Linked DNA regions of Mus musculus: regions 2 and 3 are each linked to region 1. A link is a contact called in public HiChIP or PLAC-seq data. All regions are on one chromosome and are shown on one strand. Each heading gives the region's core, a stretch centred on a gene start, on an enhancer-like site or on the middle of the called end of the contact. The rest is flanking DNA. Distances are from core to core; before and after follow the strand shown. Region 1 has its middle 14 kb from the start of Fbxo2. Region 2 has its middle 18 kb from the start of Disp3. Region 3 has its middle 72 kb from the start of Disp3.

Region 1 (4,704 bases), core at 922-3,421:
TTGTCCAACATATGGGGGGGGGGCTCTGGGTTTCACCCCCAGCACAGAGGGAAGAAAAGGAGTGGGGGTTTGCAAACTGACACACTAGGGTCTCCCCTGGATTTGCCGCTTCTCTTTATAGAAATAAAGGTGCAATCTGGATCCTGAGGGTCCTGCCCTGATGTTGCTCAGGCTAACCTGCCCAGGGCACACCACACACTGTGGGCTGCAGGAGGAGAATGGGGTGGGGAAGGAGCTGTCCCCACTCATGGGTTTCCCATACTACCTGTCTGAGTTGCTGTCCACTTCCCTACACAGCCCTCCCAGAGTGCTAACCTTTGTCACCCTGAGTGTACAGAAAGAAGCTGGTGTTCAAAGAGTTCCCCCTACCCCACTCCCCCTCACACTGTACCCTGTAGAGCCACAGGGGTCCAGGGCCCCCCAAGGTACATATCCTTCCCTCAGGGCTGTGGTACATTTTTTTAAAAGATTTATTTATTTATTTATTATATGTAAGTACACTGTAGCTGTCTTCAGACACTCCAGAAGAGGGAGTCAGATCTCGTTACGGATGGTTGTGAGTCACCATGTGGTTGCTGGGATATGAACTCCGGACCATTGGAAGAGCAGTCGGGTGCTCTTACCCACTGAGCCATCTCACCAGCCCGGTACATGTCTTATAGATGGATGAAGCCCTGTTTTCGGCAGATGGGAGGCTGTGGCAGACACACTGTGCTGGTCAGTGGGATGCGTGGCTCCCCTCTCCTTCCACTCTGTGGGAAGCCCAGTACCCTATCCATCGGAGAGCACAGCTTCATTGACTTTGATCTCTGAGTCATTGGTATTTTCCGAACACAACAAAAATGTCCCTGAAGTGCAGTGTGAAGTCCAGGATGTGTCGCAGCTGTGTGCCCGGTGTGCTAAGCACCGTTCATCTCTGGTTGCAATGCACTAGGTCATTCCATCTGGAGGCTCAGAGAGGGACAGCCTGGATCTGTGTCACACAGCACACAGCAGGGTGCTGGACCCTGTGGATGCCAGTCCCGCAGAGCAGGGGGGAATCGTGCAGAGCCCAAGGGGTTTCCTGAACCCAACAGTGCTTCCTACACTGGGCCTGGCCTGGGGGGATGCACCTGCACCCAAGCTCTTATTAAGCCCCTTCTGTATGCCAGACACCTTGTTATGCTTCCAGGAGACAACAGTGACCCAAAGGGGCCTCATCCTGGAAGCTCAGACAGTGTGAGAGACAGACTTTTTTTTGGAAAGGGGGAAATTGCCCACTCTGTGACTCATCACCTCTGTCATAGACAGGTGTGGAACAGTGAAGGAGCTGTGAGGGAACAGTCTCTTTAGTTTGGATGGCCAGTCAGGGAGGGCTTCCTGGAGGAGAAGGCGAGTGGACCCTTAGCCTCTGAACAGGGACAAAGAACTTCCATGTTAGGGGACATGGGCTCCCTGGCCCTTCCTGACCCATTAGTGTTCTATGGTGGGACAGGGACGCTCGTGGATTTTCTTCTGTCCTTAGATGGTGATTGAATGTGGGAGGAGATGGCTTCAGACAGTGGGCTGTGTGTGAGGAGGACAATCGAGTCCGGAGACCCTCAAAGCTTCTTAAAGACAGATACCTCAGGGAAGAAAAAAAAAAAAAAAAGGAAAACAAGAAAGAGGGAATCGGGCGGGGAAAATGATTTTCTCGCTGGCGTTTCCAGGGGAATTAAATCCTCTTGCTCGTCACCAGCGAGTGGAATAATCCAATCTATGAGGCAGAAGCCCCCTCCTATTTATTGCAGAGCCTTTGACCTAACAGTATCGGGCTGCGTTTGAAATCAGACCATCCCGGGGAGGGAGCGCCGGAGGGAGGGAGCGCCAGCCCCCGGACCAATTACTCTGCTCGCCGACACCAGAAAAATGAATTATTCCCCGAAAGCAGCCTCCTCGGCTGATGAATTCTGCACTGCAGAGCTGCGGAGTTCTCCCAAATTGAATCGAAGCTTTGAGAGATGTTTAAAACCAGGTGGAGTGTGTATTGGTGGAGAGGGGGTCCGACAGCCTTAGGGGCTTCGGCTGCTGGCAGGGGCCCAGGGAGGGAGCGAGGGATAGCCCACTTTCTTGCTGCAGCGGTCTCCTGTGCTCAGCTGGGGCGAAATGCTTTGTTCCCAGCCGGAGGCTCAGAGAGGCCAGGTTGTCTGTCTGAGGCCACACAGTGAGCAGGTAACCATGGCAACCTGGTACCTTTCCGTCCCTGTCCTCCGGGCCTTGCTAGAAACGCCTCCTCATCCCTCTCCCTCCCCGGGAAGCCCAGATTGAGCACGTTGGCTCTGAGCAAGCGCTTCCCACTCGGAATCGCTGAATCTATAAGCTGTGTGACCTGGGGCACCGAGCTCCATCTCTCTGGGCCTCGGCTTCCTGACCCCGCTCCCAGTGATGCTAAATAAAATCTTGGATTGCCACCCTGGCAGCTACAAATGACAGAAACATTTGTCACTCCAAGTGGCCAACTAAAGCAAACTTGGCATATTAGTCAGAGTCCCCTACAGGCGCAGAACTGATAGGATCGGCATCTAGAGTGAAGGGGAACGGATTAGGCTGCGTTATAAGCTGTGCTCTGGGTAGCTCAACAACTCTGCCTCCTGATTAAAAGGCCGGCCGAGAATCCGGTAGTTGTTCAGTCCACGCGGCTGGATGTCTTGGCACTTCCAATCCGATGCTGGCTCTCTGGAGGACTCTCAGAGCCCTGCTGATCATTAGTCTGCATTGAAGCCCTGAAGATGTTGACTCTAATACAGGGGAAGGAATGTCTCCACCACAGGGTAGATGAACTTGCCAGAAAGAGTGAGGGCAAGCAGGCCAAAAGCAAAGAACCCGTGTTTTTTAAGGTGGGCTGCCATCAGAAGGCATGGCCCAGATTTAGGATGGGTCTTTCTGCTTCAAATAATCTAATTAAGAAAATTCCTCACAGGAGTGCCCAGGGACTTGGGTTCGAGTTGCTCCAGAGGTAATCAGGTTGACAACCAAGGTTAGCCATCACACCTGAGTTTACATAATGAAGGTATGCTGGAATGTTTGTTTGTTTTTGTTTGTATATTTAGCTTGTGTGTGTGCACATACATGCACATGCCGGGGCATGCATGCAGGAATCAGATGGTAGCTTTCAGGAGTCAGTTCTCTGTACAGAAGCTTCCAGAATTGAACTTGGCTGGTCAGATCTGTGGGGAAAGTATACTGCTCTCTTGTCTTCTTCTACCTCCTCGTGTACAGGAGAGAACTGAGGTTCAACAGATCAGACAGGGTTATACACACCATCGTATGGTATAGCTAGTTAGTACAAAGTGATGCTTCCGTCTGAGTTTCTCTAATCTGATGGGGGAGGCATGGCCTCTGCACCCAGTAGACACTGAGGCCCTGAGGCTGCTCCAATCCTTCTGAGAGGTTGGATCTGGGATCCCCTAGCACTCCTGGGCACACATGCACAGAGGCAGAGGGAAGGGACCACAGTGTGTGGGTTCGCAGGAAGCCACGCGAGTCCCAGTGGGAGCTAGGACATGGGATTGTTGTGTCCCCATTTCCAGCTTCTAGAAAGAGACCTAGAATCCACTATTGGTCTCCCCACCCGCCCCCTTTAAGCACTTAAAGAACAGACCAGAACTGATAGCTAAATTAAACCTGCTGAGAGCGCCTGTTTAATTGAAAATGCCATCTGTAATTTAAATGTCAGAATCAGGGATGGTTATTGCAGCCGCCTTGAAGACTGGGTCTCATTTCACAGTTTCAAAACAGACCAAGGGAAACAGCAAATGGACCATGGCCGGCGGCATCGTGGAGCGATTAATAACTTCTCTGGTCCTGCTGAGCCCCAGCTTCGGTGGCTGCCCAGTACGGAAGGCTCTGGATGGATGGGGGCTGGGAGCTTTGGGTTCGGGGATCAGCCCCTGCCTCTCCTCCACACACTTCTGCTCCCTCTCCACCCAGCATCAGGGCAGCCTTGCCAAACTGCAGGGCTTTCCTCCAGAGGGTCTCTTTTGCTTTCCAGGGGTGAAAACCCTGCCTTCTAGCTCCCGTTCTAGGAGTGTCACTCACCCACAGTTCCTATGATCCAAGACAACCAGAGAACTTCAGCCATTTGAGGGGTCCCTTTTTTCCATATTCTCTGCTTATTAGAGGAAATCTCGAATGACAGGCAGACTAAGGAGGAAGACTGGCTGTGGGCAGCCATGTTGCCTCCTGCTGACTTTGCAAGAAATTTGGATGTAGGTCTTTGGGTTCAGGGTTCTCTTCCCTACAAAGGTGTCTACACACCCTGATCCTCTGGACCCCATTCCTCCATGAGGTTTCCAGGCAACCGGAAATCCCACTAGCCCCACTCAGACTACCTCTTCTCTTGTCTCTGCATCTGGAAGCCTGGCCAAGGGCTATTCTGTGGTGACTTCATGGGAGACATGATGCTGACCTGGAGGTCAGTGGACTCAAGAGTCTCCTTGCTGCAGATGCCTGTCATCTGGAGCAGGGGGAGGGGGAGACTTGAGAGTAGGGTTATTTTGACAGTGGGAGGAAAGAAAAAAGGAAAACGAACAAACAAACAAATCCCAAAGCTATGCTTGTGTCTAGGTGCTGGAAATCCCGTGTGACCCGTCGAGTTCTGAGTTACAATGGCTGCTGAGAGGAAGTGTGTGTGTGTGTGTGTATGTGATCTTTGAGGAGATTAGGGACAGAAGGAGGCAGAGAGAG
Region 2 (4,520 bases), core at 1,959-4,458, 130 kb after region 1:
TGTCATGACGCCTGCAGACCAGGACCACCCAGCAGCTTCCTGCCCACCCCGTGCACCTGCTCTATGGGGAGCACCAGGCTCTGAGCAAGGGCTAGAACCAGTGGTGAAGACAGACAAATGATTTGAATGGCTGGATGAAGGAGGTGATAGTACAAGGTGTCCTCTGGCCATGGCACCTCCCACACAGCACTTGATTGGCAGTTGGTCCAACTCCCACCTATCAGTCCTCCATCTGGGTCCAGTGCTGGCCCTGGCATGGACTAGAGGTGCCGAGTCCGGAGACTGCCAGGGTGCTCGGCACAGTCTGAGTGCCATGCCTAGCCTGGATGCCCTGCACAGCCTGGCTTCTCTGCACAGCCTGATGAGCCAGCTCCCTCCCAAGGAGATAGTGAAACAGAGGGAGACGGGAAAGATATCAGACCCGTGGCCATCGGCAGGGAGCTAACAAGCAGGTTAGTGAGGCATTAACTATAGTCAGACAATAGACCCCTGAGGGTGGGGTAGTCAGACCAGGACTATAATTGTGCTTCATGTCAGGCTGAGTTCAAGGACAGGAAGAGGCTGCTTCTCTGCTCCCCTTCATACCCCCACCCACTACACTCAGGAAAGAGGATGGGAGAACTCCATTCCAGCCACATTTACTGTGCCCATACTGTGTGTTCGACCACCAGAAGCCATGAGGACTTAAAAGGCACAGGCCCCGCTCCCAAGGGAGTGAAGAAGAAACACCTGTGTAGAACCCAAGGACACATGCAGTCCTGTGTTAGGCAACTATATACTTAATACCATCCATGCGATCTTTGACTGACAGGAGTACACATAGAACACCTACTGTGTGCAGGTCCCCAGGGACTATGGATAGGGCACCTACTGTGTGTGGACCCCTGTGGGTTGCTTTCTGGGCCCTAAGGGCAGAGAATGAGAATGGAGGCATAATGTACACGGAGAGAGACTGTCACATCAGGGAAACCCTCCACAGGCCTTTCAGAAGCATGGCTGTATGCTTTGACCTCCCTCCAGAGACCTATTTTCTCCTCTACCAAGGCCCAGTTCCTAGGTCATGCTGTCACCATGCTGAGCCTGGCTTCTGCCTCGGCTTGCCCTGTACTTTCCCAAGGCAGAATGTCCCAATAGCTCTGATGCTTCTGTGAATATGCTTGTCATTGAAGAGATGGTGCTCTCCCGCATGAGAGCATTTCTCTCTCCTCACACTATAAAGGAGGGAAGGTTGCCACTCTCTTGATAGTCCAGGAAACTGAGGTTTTAAGAGACCTGTGGGTCTTACCTGAAGCCACACAGCCAGCCAGTTCAGAGAGCTACATTGTGACCCCCAGCCCAGCTGTCCCAAGGGACATTGGTGAGTGACCTAGATTAACTACAGGCCACTGATCATGACCGGCCCCCGAGAGCACCTGAGAGCATTCTGCCAGCCATAGCTGAGCCTTGTTCCCAAGTGGACTCTGTTCTCCCTGTTACTCCCTAGATGTCTGCCCAGGAGCCCAGCAGGCCTGCGGGCGTTACATTCCCAAGGGGCGGCACATGAGTGCATTTCTGAGGGAGAGACTGGCAGTCTTGGGGGGCTGGGCCCCCCGCCTGTGGGAGCTTGCAGGCTGCAGCTACTCATCAGGTTCTCTCGCCCATGAATAACTACTGAACAGCTTGCCTGGGAAAGAGAACTCCTGGATTATGGAGCCATGATTCTAAATGGCTTTTTATCTGTGTTTTCTTTCATTTCTTAGACAAAGCTGTTAAAAATTTAAGTGAGTGAGTTAAATACAGAGGAGTTAAAAAGCTGTGCACATCACTGCAGGGGGGACCAGCATCATCAGATAGCTTGGGAGGAGGGGAAGGGACGCATAATGGCCGCCACTGCCGGCTGGCTTTTTGGACTTATGCTCTGTTTGCCTGGCATGGCCTCCTTCTCTTCCTCCCCATCATACACGCAGGGAGACGAGAGCCCAGAGAGATCAAGTAACTGGACCAAGGTTGCACAGGCAGTATGCAGCCAGGTCACAATTGAAGCCAGGTGTTCGGTCTCCAAGGTTGTGTCCCCTGCTAACGGCCATGGAGAGTTGGCTCACTCCTCCTTGTGAGCCTCACTGAGAAGCTGCCCCATAATGATGCAGACAGATCCAGAAGCTCAGACAGAAGTGATGTCCTCATCACATGGCTGGTGGGTTAGAACCAGGCTCTGACCTCTGTGGGCAGTGCTCTGAAAGAATCCCACAGGGAGAAGCAGGGGACTTGTCCCATCCACCTCACATCTGGGTCCCTGCATGCACAGCATGGACACTCGAGCAGTTCCTCGGACCCTGGTGTCACCTCCCAGAGGCTGGGAAGGTGTTGTCTCTGCTGCTCAACCATATGGCCCTTTAAGGGATCTTTCACACTGCCTGATTCAAGTCTCCGGCCCTCGGGCTTGTCAATCATCGGACCCGTATCCCACGCTCAGTTCCACATCTGGAAAAGGGGATGGACACCAGCATCTGCCTACTAGGCTTAATGGAGATGTATGGACACAGTAAGTGCTCAATAAATGCCGGTTCTCCCTTCAGTCAGCCGTGCCCTCAATAAGCAATGTGTGTCCTCACACTGGAGATGCAGACAGAAGTCCCAACCACTCCAGCTGTGAGTTCAAGGCCTAGGAGGAGTAGAAGGACCCAGAAAGGGGCTCCTTTTAGACTACAAGGTCCTGTTACTGCTGGGGCTTGTACTTCCAGCCTCCAGAAGGAAAGAGAAGAGACTTCTTCCATATGAACCACGCATTCACGGGACTGTACCCCTGCCCAGACAGGCGTGCCTAGGAGCAGAGCTGCTGCCCGTGTTCACAGGAGGGTGACGCAGAGGCTCCAGCCATAGCTGCTTCTCTGATGAACTCAGTGTCATCTCATAGATCTGTCACCGGTCCATCTTCCTGGGCTGCCCAAACCCCTTCAACCTGTGTACCATTTCCCGAGGGGCCCAGACTCCTTGGTCCTCAGGGCCAGAGCTTTAGCGGTGGCCCGGGTTCACTGCTGAGAATTACAGCTGGCCTTGGGCTGGTGACAGGGCCAGCCGGGTCGGCATGAATCATGTTTATTGAAAACAGGAAACAAAGGGAGGAAGGGAAGAAAGCCCAGGCAGGGAAAGGCAGCAGGCCGAGGTACAGTGTGCAGTGGGGGTGGAGATGGGAGCAGCCCCAGAAAAGACTCATTCATTTCCTCCTGCTTGCTCCAGGACACCGCACACCAGCACGCTGGCGAGTTTTATCTGCTTGCTTCAGCTGTGGAGTTCACTGTGAGCCAGCAATTGGGTGCTTCGGAGACTTGCCCGCCCAGGAGAGGACAAGGAGGCCCCCCAGAACAGCTTCCGGCCCATCTCTCGGCCAGCAGAGGCCTGGCTTTCAACGCTGGCCAAGGGTGAAATTGCATTACATTCTGCCTGGTAATGAGGTGTTGCAGGTCTCGGCCCCCAGCCAGAAGACGCAGCTCTGGCCACCAGCCCTGGCCCAGCCATCCTCCAGCCAGGACTGGACTGCCTAGCAGAGCCAGGGAGGAGGCAGGGTGCAAGTACTTGAGGCACAGAAAAGTGCAGAGGCAGAGGGTCAACACCAGGTAAGAAAGGGATGGGGTCTGAGACTACATCATACCCAGCACCTTATACCCAGCACTTCATACTTAGTACCTCGTATGTAGCACCTTGTATCTAGCACTTTATAGTCAACACCATATATCCAGTACCTTTTACCCAGCACTTTATACTCAGTACAGATGTAGCACCTTGTATCCAGCACTTCACACTCAGTACCTCATATACAGCACTCTTTTCCCAGCACTTCATAGCTAGTACCTGGAGCCTTGCTCAGTCTTACTGCTTCACACAGTAGGTCTCTGGTTTCCTGGGGCTGCCACAATAAGTCAGCAGAAACAGGAGACACTCTGTGACCTTCCTTGACTGCCAGCTCCAAGCCTAGCTGTTGACAGGGTCACAACTTTCCCAGGCTTACACATCTCTTCAGCTTCTGGTGAAGGTGACAATCCTTCCGTATCCCTGTGTCACTCCAATCTCTGTCTCCACCTTCATATTCTGCTCTTGCTGTATGTTGCTGTTTGGGCCCAAATTTCCCTCCTCTGAGGGCACTAGATTAAGACTACGCTGACAGTGACATCATCTGGATTACGTCTACAGAAAGCATATTTCCACATCCAGTCCCTTTCCTGGTGTTAGGGATTTAGGACACTTAAAATTCAACCCACAACCAAGAACTGATTAACACTGATTCACAGGTCATTGCTGTCCATCATGTCCTCTGTTAGGAGCTATCTGTGACCTCAGTGATCACACTGTCTCGCCAGAGATGAGGCAGGAGCCGTTTTACACACCCATTTTACTGGTGAGAAAATTGAAGCTCAGAGAATATCTCATTCATTGCTGTGAAGAGACACCGTGGCCACAGAAACACTTCTAAAGAAAAACATTTAATTGGAGTTGGCTTACAGTTCCAGAGGTTTAGTACGTTATCATTATGGCGGGAAGCATGG
Region 3 (5,072 bases), core at 2,491-4,990, 190 kb after region 1:
CTGCAACAGGGACATGACATCCCCTATTTAGTATTCACAGCCGAAAGCGTTTGAACTGAACCGAATCAGGAGGAAACAATCAGACCCATTCAGGTCGCTGGCATTTTACAAGACATCAGATGCGGAATCTTCAAAATGCCAATTACAAGAAGGACAAGAAGCCTAGATCACAGCAGACCAAAGGGACAGACGGTCTAATGCGATGTGTGGTCACAGAACTACTCAGATCAATGGGACCTTGCGTTTCAGGATGCTCGCCCAGGAGCAGCCTCTCATCTCTGGAGCATGCTGGGCACTTCCTTTCCTGTAAGGCTGACGTGAGAATGACATGTAGAAAAGGCTGAAGCTGCCCACGACCTCCCCCGGCCCAGCTGGGAGCCATCATACTGATGGGTGATTGCTGGGAACTCCAGTGACAGCAATAATGGACAAGCAGAGCTATAAGGCTGAGCCTTGAGTAGCAAGGGTGTCTGTTGCCGCGTGGGGCATGCAGGCAAAGCTGCCAAAGGACTAATAAGACTGGGGAGATGGGGCTCAGGCAGGAGCTGGCAAGGAGAGGCCAGAAAATCATAATGGCTTGGAGCCCCTCACCAGCACATGGACATTGGATATCTACAGTATCAGGCGCCACTACCCCAAATCACAAACGGCCATCATCCCCCACCACTCCCATCATCTGACTTCCCAAAGTTCATCAGGACTTCCCCCTAAAGTTCAGTCACCTCCATATTCTCCTTGCCCCATGCCAGCCAGGTTACCCAGGAGAAATAAACTAGAAGAGAGATTCAAAATTTAATCAAAAGTAGCAACAACAAACCGTGCGTGGAGATCGGGGAGCAATTGAGTTGCAGGAACACAATGAAGATCGGTGCCAGCTGAAACCCCTGAGATGCTGGGAGAGCAGGAGAGGGCAGAGCCAGAGGGGAGAAAAGGGGGAGAAGCAGAGGAGAAGACAGCTGGCTTCCCCCAGTCACCAGAGGGGAGGACAGGCTATGACAGAAAAGCCCCAGACACCCTCTTAAGCAATCCAGAAGATATTTGATCTAGCCTGGAGTCTGGCATTTCTTCTGAAATGTAAATGAAGTCTCCCTTAGTCTGGAGAGATCAGAGGAGAAAGTGAGAATCAGAAAGGGGTGGGACCTCATGCATATCCTCTGTTCCACGAAGGTAAGGGGACTGAGCTCGCTGGGCAGTGGTGGTGCAGGCCTTAATGCCAGCACTCCGGAGGTAAAGATCTCTGTGAGTTCGAGGCCAGCCTGATCTACAAATGAGAATTCCAGGGAGAAAAGAAACAGAGAGGTGAGAGGGGGAAGAAGAGGGGAAAGAAGGGGAAGAAGAGGGGGAAGAAGAGAGGAGAGGGGGAGGAGGGGAGGAGGGGGCAGGGAGGAAAGGAGGGGGAGAAGGGGGAAGAGGAGAACAGGAAGAAGACAGAGCAAAGAGCTTGAGTCATCTGCCTGAAATCACACGCAGTCAAAAATTATTAACTCCGAACCCCCAAGCTGGGCTGACGTGGGTACCAACTGGAATATACCATCACAGTGGGGTCCCTTCAAGCTCTTGGTACTAAGGCAGGGACAGGGACACTGGAGAAAGAGACTCCTGAAGCTACTTATTGAACCCAACAGATGGGAACGAGCAGGTGAGATGGAGGGACACAGGCAGGCACAGAGCAGGAGGCAGAGAGGGGCATGGGATGGAGACCTCACCTGGAAGTCTCCATGACATTTCCCATCAGCCCTGTGAGCCCTCTGCAGGGACAGCACATTCTCTGAGAACAGCATCCTATGACTGGCTGGTGGAGGGCTGGAGAGATGGCTCAGTGGCTCAGAACCCTGCTCACTCTTCCAGAGGACCTACATTTGATTCCCAGAAACCACACAATGGCTCTAACTCCAGTACTAGAGGATCTAACGCCCTTAAACACAAGGCACACACAGGATGAACACCCATCCACGTAAAATAGAAAATAAAATATTTTTAAAAGGTGACCTACCAGTAAAATGAACCGAGTGGTTTCATCCTTCATGGGAGCCTCAGACCACCAGGACTCCTGAGTTACTCCAGCACCATCTTTTGGTCACAACAGACTTGAGTTGACACCTGATTCTACTCCTGTCTGTAACTGGAAGCACTTGATTGACAGTGTTCTGAGCCTCAGTTTCCCTTTTTTTCTTTTCATCCAGTTATTTTGTCACAGCATCAAGTAACACAGGGTGTAACCCTGAGGGAAACACCCTGCTTCACAGAGGGAGAAGCTACGGGAGGCTTCCATCATGGACTTCCATCATGGGCGACCTTGACTGAACTCATGTTGTGAGGCTTGGCGGCAAGGTCCCTTACCCACTGAGCCCCCTCTTCCACACAGACACTCACCTTCTCTGCTTTCTGGTTGCTACAATGTCCACAGCTCTGCTCCACCAGTCACCTTCCCACCAGGATGGATTGAAACCTCTAAACTGTAGTGAGGAGGAGGAGGAGGAGGAGGAGGAGGGAGGGAGGGAGGGAGGGAGGAAGAAGAGAAGGGAGGAGAAGGGGCGAGGAGGCAAATGAGGAAGAGGAGAAAGAGGAGTGGAAGAAAAGAGAAGGGAATTGCAGCCCCAGTGGGTTGAATTACAGCTTTGTGTAATGGCTTCTTGTCTCAAGGCTAATTTCATTGACTCCCTCCAATGGCCCCTCGACCTTAGAGCCCGGCTTCTAGCTGAGCCATGCTCATGTATAGTGCACCAGCATCCCTTCATCACGCCCTTCTCAGTTTGTAGTTGCAGAATTAGTTATTTATACTGAAAAATGGGCAAAGGAGAAGCCAGGAATAGGTTGTGCGTGCCTGTGGCCCCAACACTTGTGATGCTGAGACAGGAGGGTTTCTAGTTTGACACAAGTCTGGGCTAGATAGTAAGATGCTATCTCAGAAAGCATCTTGGCAGTTGGAGAGATGGTTCAGTGGTTAGGAACATGTGTTGCTCTTGCAGAGGCTACCTGAGTTTGGCGCCTAGCACCCACATAATTCCATCCAAAATTCCAGTTCCTGGTGACACCCTCTCTGAATTCCGCAGGCAGCAGGCACATGTAGAGCATACATACATACATACATACATACATACATACATACATACATGCAGTTATAACACCCATATACACAAACTAAACTAAACTAAACTAAACTAAAATAAAATAAAATAAAATAAAATAAAATAAAATAAAATATAAAGTCAGGGAGTTGAGGGCTTAAAGACACCAAGAGATACCCCCATAGTATGTGACAGCCATCCTATTTTCTCCTCTGGTTGATTAAGTCAATGACTCTGGTAATATGGTGACTCTTTCCTGGCATTCCGGCCTTTGGTATCAAATAAATGGCCAGGTGGCAGGCACAGTTTACAGTTTAATGAGAGATTCACTCCGTAGCCTGGTGAAAGCACCCCTGTCTGGCAGCCAGAGGAGACCTTAACGTGCGTCTAAGATGTTAAGAACAGTATTCAGCACTGGGTGACAATAATTCATCTGTGTGTGGCTGTGTCCTCAGCCCTCCGTGCTCATGAAGCGTCACCCCGAAGCTCTCTCTATCAGGCTGAACCTGGCTCCACAGCTCCCAAGCCCCACGTGAAAGCTATTTTTCAAACACTGCATAATTTTCTACTCCAGATGGCAGGGCCTTGTTCCAGAACCCTGGGGATCCGTGTTGCCACTCTTCTCTTGGTGCTTGCCATAAATTCAGAGCGTCTTTTTCCACCACAGATCCATCTGTCACCCAGATCTGCTGAGTCACATGATCTGAGCTGCCGGACTGCTAGTCCTCAGTCTGGAGCTGCTGTAGAACCCTCTCTGCCTGGGGCCATCTCAAAGAGGCCAGTCCTCCGTGTCATCTGGTAAAATGGCGTGGATCCAGGAGCCATTGGCAGGTGTGTGGTATCTTGCTCATGGGAACCCCAGAGGCCTGTCTGATGGGAGTTTCCTTCTGATGTGTGAGAGGTATGAGGTGAAGTGGATTTGGAGCCACTCAGGAGACACACCTCTGGGTATGGGCAGGGGGTGGGGGGCCTCCAGAATTTTGAGGCAGGAAGACCCATGTCAGATATAGACATCGGCAGCAGCATCCTGTGGTCTTAGGTTCTAAGTAAAAAGCGATGGGGAAAAGTGAACTACAGACGCAGTGTGACCAGCTGCCTCAGGCTCCTGCTGCCACCCTTCCTCCCTGGTGTACTGTATCCCCTTGAACTGTGAGCCAAAATTAACTAGCCCCTTCCTTCTTTCCCTTCTTCTTTCATCCCTCCCTTCCTCCCTTCCTTTCTTTCTTCCTTCCTTCCTTCCTTCCTTCCTTCCTTCCTTCCCTCCCTCCCTCCTTTCTTCCTTCTCTTTCTCTTTCCCTGTCTCCTTCTCTTCCTCCCTTCCTTCCTCCCCTCCTTCCCTTCCCCCTCCCTCCCCTTTTTCCCCTCTCCTTCCTTCCTTCCCTCCCTCCTTCCTTCTTTCCTTTCTTCCTTCCCTCCCATCCTTCCCTTCCTCCTGTCTTCCTTCCTCCCTCCCTCTCTCCTTCCTTCTCTCCCTCTTTCCCTGTCTCCTTCTCTTCCTCCCTTCCTTCCCTCCATCCCCTCCCATCCCCTCCCATCCCCTCCTTCTTTCCCCTCCCCTCTCTCCACCTTCCTCCTCCCTTACAAACCTCCCTCTCTCCCTCTTTCTTTCTCCCCTCTCTCCCCCTCCCCCTTCCCTCCCTCCTCCCCTCTTCCTCTCTTCATTGCTTGTGTCAGGCATTTTGCCACAGCAAGGAATAACTAACCCTTCACACATTGCCAGATGCTGCAGCTGAGAACCAGTCTCACGTTCCTCTGTGACACAAGATGGCAAAGTCAGGATGCACATAAGACAGATCTGTGCATGGATACATCCTAACATGGTGTCTTTTCCCACCCTAGTTTGTTGGCCCCTTGTGAACTGCTCCAGATCACTCATGACAGAGATAATGGAGCGTTTGCTAGATCAGGAGACAGATGTGTGTGTTCCTGGGTGGATGGTGGTGTCTGAGATGCCGTGTGCACTGCCGCTGCCTCCATATCTGCCCATGCCCCGCATCCATGGAC

What was found. HiChIP or PLAC-seq counts read pairs in DNA pulled down with a chosen protein or histone mark.
Region 2: a contact with region 1 is called in an H3K4me3 HiChIP or PLAC-seq map of forebrain, with 2.5 times the contacts expected there. The contact joins two enhancer-like sites. A contact is called at or near these places in 1 of 15 datasets of contacts at CTCF or cohesin (large pre-B cells), 15 of 484 Hi-C or Micro-C datasets (adipose-derived mesenchymal stem cells, embryonic heart, embryonic stem cells and 8 more) and 6 of 115 datasets of contacts at active chromatin or transcription factors (embryonic basal ganglia, embryonic forebrain, embryonic hindbrain and 3 more).
Region 3: an H3K4me3 HiChIP or PLAC-seq map of forebrain shows a contact between it and region 1, with 2.7 times the contacts expected there. The contact joins two enhancer-like sites. A contact is called at or near these places in 1 of 39 promoter capture datasets (embryonic stem cells), 1 of 15 datasets of contacts at CTCF or cohesin (large pre-B cells), 3 of 484 Hi-C or Micro-C datasets (the G1E-ER4 cell line, cerebral cortex and embryonic stem cells) and 10 of 115 datasets of contacts at active chromatin or transcription factors (embryonic basal ganglia, embryonic forebrain, embryonic hindbrain and 5 more).

The regions. Positions count from the first base shown.
Region 1 is chr4:148,172,125-148,176,828 of GRCm38.p6, forward strand. No RefSeq gene overlaps it. Among named protein-coding and RNA genes, the nearest start is that of Fbxo2, 14 kb to the left of the region's middle. Within about 2 kb of position 2,172, at least 35 of the 459 cell types and tissues checked have an H3K27ac peak or open chromatin away from gene starts, as enhancers often do. A contact at or near this core is called in cerebral cortex and forebrain, where this site is marked.
Region 2 is chr4:148,303,478-148,307,997 of GRCm38.p6, forward strand. No RefSeq gene overlaps it. Among named protein-coding and RNA genes, the nearest start is that of Disp3, 18 kb to the left of the region's middle. Within about 2 kb of position 3,209, at least 50 of the 459 cell types and tissues checked have an H3K27ac peak or open chromatin away from gene starts, as enhancers often do. A contact at or near this core is called in forebrain, where this site is marked.
Region 3 is chr4:148,357,416-148,362,487 of GRCm38.p6, forward strand. No RefSeq gene overlaps it. Among named protein-coding and RNA genes, the nearest start is that of Disp3, 72 kb to the left of the region's middle. Within about 2 kb of position 3,741, at least 22 of the 459 cell types and tissues checked have an H3K27ac peak or open chromatin away from gene starts, as enhancers often do. A contact at or near this core is called in cerebral cortex and forebrain, where this site is marked.